2 separate regions of the Capra hircus genome follow, and region 2 is linked to region 1. The links are chromatin contacts, called in public Hi-C maps. All regions are on one chromosome and are shown on one strand. Each heading gives the region's core, a stretch centred on a gene start, on an enhancer-like site or on the middle of the called end of the contact. The rest is flanking DNA. Distances are from core to core; before and after follow the strand shown. Region 1 holds the start of TIPARP (TCDD-inducible poly [ADP-ribose] polymerase). Region 2 holds the start of SSR3 (translocon-associated protein subunit gamma).

What was found. A called contact is a pair of places that touch in the nucleus more often than the background predicts.
Region 2: a Hi-C map of blood shows a contact between it and region 1, with 2.4 times the contacts expected there. The contact joins the promoter of SSR3 here to the promoter of TIPARP in region 1. A contact is called at or near these places in 2 of 5 Hi-C or Micro-C datasets (blood and liver).

The regions. Positions count from the first base shown.
Region 1 is chr1:110,510,967-110,513,818 of ARS1.2, reverse strand. TIPARP (TCDD-inducible poly [ADP-ribose] polymerase) reads left to right here and starts at 1,499. Exons shown (of 6, transcript XM_005675405.3): 1 at 1,499-1,734.
Region 2 is chr1:110,640,446-110,643,297 of ARS1.2, reverse strand. SSR3 (translocon-associated protein subunit gamma) reads right to left here and starts at 1,401. Exons shown (of 5, transcript XM_005675406.3): 1 at 1,050-1,401. The coding sequence starts at 1,182.

The sequences.
Region 1 (2,852 bases), core at 250-2,749:
TGAACTCGTGTCTCCTCTTTTGGCAGGCAGATTCTTTGCCATTGAGCCACCTAGGAAACCCAGATACTACCCTTAATCTCTTCTTTGCTGATGTGTCACTCAGTTTGGTTTATAACAATTTAAGAAAGGCTTGGAACCATAGTATTTATTATTATCCCTTCTTATTTTTTAACAAGCTTGATAAAGTTATATTAATACTGACTTTTTCAGCCCATAATGCCTCCAAGCTATGGAATTAAGTCACTTTAGATTTCAGGTCACAGGAGAGCAACTCTTTGGGAGCTGTGTTCTTTTTCTACCAGCTGATGGGGATACGGTCGTGATTAATTTTCCTTGATTTTGACCCGGGCCTACTTTCTCCATAGTGAAGTGAAAGTCGCTCAGTCGTGTCCAACTCTTTGTGATCGCATGAACTATACAGTCCATGGAATTCTCCAGGCCAGAATACTGGAGTGGGTAGCCTTTCCCTTCTCCAGGTGATCTTCCCAAGCCAGGGATCGAACCCAGGTCTCCTGCATTGTAGGCGGATTCTTTACCAGCTGAGCCACAAGGGAAGCCCCACTTTTTCCATATATAGTGATTATATGAATAGTGCTTCTTCCTCCACCGCTGAAGAAATATTCAATAGATTGATTCACCATCCAGGATGTTTTACAATCCAGAAAATATAGCAAATTTGGGATATACGGCAAATATTTTAGAGGCGAGTACATGGTGCTACAAAAGCTCCATGAGGACAGGGAAGGTGTCTGGGCTGATCAGAACTGCTGTAGTCTAAACCTCCACTTAGCCCTCAGCACGCAATCCGCACTCGAAAAACTATTTGTTGAATGAAAAGACAAGTCATCATGGTGTCTGTATCCTTTAAAACACACATAAACGTGCTTATACCTCAACACCCCAAAACTAAGTTTCCCTTCTGCAATGCTGCGAATGTTTCCCGTGAAACAGGAATGCCTGCAACCAGGTCTGGCAAGCGCTCGCCCCGGTGCGGTGCGCGCCCGCCCGTCCGGAACGGGGCGGGCGACCCCGTCTGGCCGCAGCAGCCATAGCAGCCGATCACCTCCTCTCGGGGTCGGCGGCTTCAGCGGCAGGAGGCCTCTGGTGAGGAGGCAAATAAACAAAGCCAACCGCACAAAAACGGGTTGTTCTGTTTCACATCCTCCCTCGGGTTTCCTCCGAACAAAGTGACCCTCCATCTGTCCGCAGGCAGGTGGAGCTCGCCCCTCCCACGCCGCGCGCACCTCCCCTCCTCACAGCTGCTCAACCCTAGACGCGTGTAGACGCGGACCCTCCACGACACAGCAGGCGGCCAAAGGACACGCCTCCTCCAGGGAGCACGCGGCCCCGCACGCACACCTCTCGCGCGCCTCCTCGCGAGTGAGCGCGCACGCGCACGTGGGGCGGGCCGCCTTCCCGGCACCCACTGAGCTCCCAGTCCCCTCACCCCACCCCACCCCCCTGCTCCTCAGGCTCCGCCTCCGCGACAGGGCTGCTGAGAGGAGGCGACCGGAAGCCACTTTAAAGCAGAGCTCGAGGTGACAGGCGAGCGAGCTGGTTCGGGAGTGCAGTCGCGGCAGAATGGCCCGAGTGCCGCTCGCCGCTTCTCCAGCCTATGACCCCTAGACGCCGGAGCCCACCCTCCGCGCCCACCCTCTGGCGCGAACGCTGCCTGCGAACCGGCGTCGCCCGGCTCAGCTCCTGTGGTCCGTTCTCTCAGACAGCCCGTTTCAGGTAAAGGACTCGGTTCTGAGGCGCCGGTGAGGGACCCTCGCTGGGATGGTGGTCGCGGAAGGGGGTGCCGGCCTTGCTGCCTGCATTCACAGATCTGGGGTGATTGGTGTTTAGACTACCTTTTTGTACCGAATTCACTTGGATCCAGTCAATATCAGGGTGGCATTGATTTACACTTTTAGTCACTTCGGGTCTCTGGCAGGTGTATAAATTGGAGTGAGACACTGGGTTTAGTCGAGGGCGCCGGCGGCTTCCCATTTCCACTGTGTAAGAGAGGCTTGGGGGCGCGTCTATGCGGTCGCCCCTGCCGGGCAGACCCCTGGCGTTCTGAGGCGCACATCGCGGGGGAGAGCACGGCTGCTGAGGGGAGCCTTCCGGCAGACCCGCGTTACGGCTGCAGCCCAGAAGTTTGCAAGCTGTTTTCAGATTAACTTTAAAGTCCTCGCCTTCCTCCCCGCCAGCCCGAGAAACGCCCTCTGCGTTTCCTCCGCTCTGCTCAGGTCGGTCCTCCGAGTCCTCGAGCCTCGCAGGACAATCTTTTCGGGAAGGTCGGTCGAGGAAAGAAAGAAATTGAGGCGCCGCGAGTGGCTTCTGGAAGGGGGAGGGCAGCCGGGGCGGGGGGTCGCTGGGTGGGTGGGAGGAGGCCGGCCCGGGGGTATAGGAGCAGGAGGGGGTGGGCTACTCGGGAACACCAGGGATCTGGCCGCGAATCGGCTGCGCCGGGCAGAGTTCGTGCAGTCCCGGGCGCCGAGCTGCGCAAACCGCCGCGGCCGGCAGGAGGCGTCCCTCGGACCCCCGGCCGAGATCCGAGCGGCGTTCTACGCCCAGACGGAGTCCTGAGTTGGGAGCGGGGCAGTTTCCCCGACGGCGGTGGGGTGCAGAGTGCCTGAGAACTGGGGCATCACCCGGGGGCATCGTGAGGTGAATGGTGAAGCTGTAGGTCGCTGGCGGAGGGACTAGAGGAAGTGTCCTTCCAATCTTTTTTTTTTCTGTTATGCAAACTAATTGAGGAACTAGGTTCTAGTGACTTCCTCACTCCAGCCACTCCTCCAGTTCTCTGCCTCTTTCTCGGTTTTATTTCTGAGTTTGACAGAGGACAAAAATAAGAAAAGTTGTGG
Region 2 (2,852 bases), core at 152-2,651, 130 kb before region 1:
GAACTTCCTAAGTGTGATATCCAGGAAAAAGTTAAGTCTCAAGTGTTTCTAGTTCAGAATACTTGAAAACCGTAATCTTCCTATAACTAGTCCATGATGAGATTTCTGCTGCTTCTAGAATGAGAACTCTAGCTCAACAAAACCACGATTCAGACTTCAAATTTCATTCTTCAGGGTACTACCACACTAACTACAAGTCATTCCGAGACTCCACGTGTAGTCCCAAACCAGAGTTCACACGCTGACGTGGCTGTTCTCTGAAATCAAGGCAATGCCCAGTGCGGTCAGTGAACCATGTTAATTGCACGCTAGGTTTTATAAAGTCAGGAGAGAAAATATATCTGGATTTGCCCAACAACAGTGCGAAAATGTAGGGGAGAGGAAATTGATATTTGGAATCCCTAAACTCTAAAAACCACCTTGGCCAAGGCTGTAAAGTTTTTCCATTCAAGTAAGAATTCTAGAATTGCTCTAACAGAATTATTAAAAAGTTTAAACACAGTAGAGCTTGGGGCCTTGGCACTGGTTCAACTTCTTTCGGAAAATAATGTTCTGTGTGAACCGGTTCTAAAGCTACATTTACAGTTCGGTGCGAGTGTTAATGTCTCTAAACTAATTCATGAGTTTCTCCAAAGCAAGTAAAAAGTTTAAGATCCCATAACAGCAAACGATAGTTATACCGGGCGAGGGGGCTGGGGGAGAACAGGCGATATGCCTGTTAGCATCACAAGATCTTAACCCGGGTGTTGGTTGAAATACAGATTTGAGGCCGCCATCCCAGAACCAGTAACTCACAATCCGCAGACCTGAGGCCCGGGAATGAGCTAGCCTACTTTTCCAACGTGCTATAATGACTTTCCTGGGATGCCACCCACCACGACCCCGGACAGATCACGGAGGCCCACAGAGGCTGCGTGCAGCCCCCGAGTCCAGGGGGAGCTGGGGGACAGCACACGCTCCGGCGCACGCCTCGCCCTCTGCACGGCCTTGCCACGTCCCCGCCCAGCCCAGCCCAGCCCAGCCCAGCCCGTCTCGCTCCAAGCGCTCACATATGGGGATGGCGGACACGATGAAGGCGTTCCCGAAGAAAAGCGCCGAGGACTTGGCCGAGAGGTTGCGGCTGAAATCCTGCAGGAGCAGGTCCTCCTCGGACTGCTGCTTGGGCCCGCCTTTGGGAGCCATGGTGGAATCGGAGCCGCAGGACGGGCACGGAACCGGGCGCAGAGCGCGGAAAAAGCCGCGGTCACCGCCTCTACAGCCACCGTATCCGCTAACAACCAGTCAGCGCAGCGCGAGGAGGCGGGACCCGGCCTGGGCTTGGAACAAACATCTGCAGGATTGGCCAGTCTGGCGCCACTTTGTAGGTTTCTCCGGCGTGATTAGACAAGCGGGCCAGACTTCCGGATTCCTAGCCGGTCACGTGATTCGTCACTTTCTAGGAGGAAGCCGGGACTTGTAGTTTAGTGGACGCTAGTAACAAAACTTTATTAACATTCTATTTCAAAGATGCTAATAGACTCCTGCTTTCCAAGCCCTGGAAATTCCAAAACATGAAGCTCTTCGTCTTATGGTCATTCATTCTTGGAACGTATGGTTTAACTGGCTCTGTGGGTACCCAGAAGCAGAAGCTATTAAGAGATAACAAGAATACACAGAACTATACAAAAGAGCTCTTAATGACCCAGATAACCATGATGGTGTGATCACTCACCTAGAGCCAGACATGCTGGAGTGTGAAGTCAAGTGGGCCTTAGGAAGCATGACTGCCAACAAAGCTAGTGGAGGTGATGGAAGTCCAGCTGAGCTATTTCAAAGCCTAAAAGATGATGCTGTTAAATAAAGTGCTGCACTGGAAATGCCAGGAAATTTGGAAAACTCCGCTGTGGCCACATAATTGGAAAAGGTCAGTTTTCATTCCAATCCCAAAGAAAAGACAATGCCAAAGAATGTTCAAACTACTGTAAGATTGCGCTTATTTCACATGCCAGCAAAGTAATGCTCAAAATTCTCCAAGCTAGATTTAAACAGTACCTGAATGGAGAACTTCCAGATTTTTCGAGTGGGATTTAGAAAAGGTAGAGGAACCAGAGATCAAATTGCCAACATCCATTGGCTCATAGAAAAAGCAAGAAAATTTCAGAAAAACATCAACTACTTCGTTGACTCTACTAAAGCCTTTGACTGTGTTCCGTTCAGTTCCGTCATTTATCATGTCCCACTCTTTGTGACCCCAGGGACTGCAGTACGCCAGGCTTCCCTGTCCATCACCAACTCCTGGAGCTTACTCAACTCATGTCCATTGAGTCGGTGATGCCATCCAACCATCTCATCCTCTGTTATCCGCTTCTCCTCCCACCTTCAATCTTTCCCAGCATCAGGGTATTTTCCAATGAGTCTGCTCTTCTATTCAGGTGGCCAAAATATTGGAGTTTCAGCTTCAGCATCAGTCCTTCCAATGAATATTCAGGACTGATTTCCTTCAGAATGGAATGGTTGGATCTCCTTCCTGTCCAAGGGACTCTCAAGAGTCTTCTCCAACACCACAGTTCAAAAGCATCAATTCTTTGATGCTCAGCTTTCTTTATAGTCCAAGTCTCACATCCATACATGACTACTGGAAAAACCAAAGCTTTGACTAGATGGACCTTTGTTGGAAATGTAATGTCTCTGCTTTTTAATATGCTGTTTATGTTGGTCTTAGCTTTTCTTCCAAGGAGCAAGGGTCTTTTAATTTCATGGCTGTGGTCACTATCTGCAGTGATTTTGGAGCACAAAAAAATAAAATCAGCCATTGTTTCCATTGTTTCCCCATCCATTTGCCATGAAGTGATAGGACCAGATGGCATGATCTT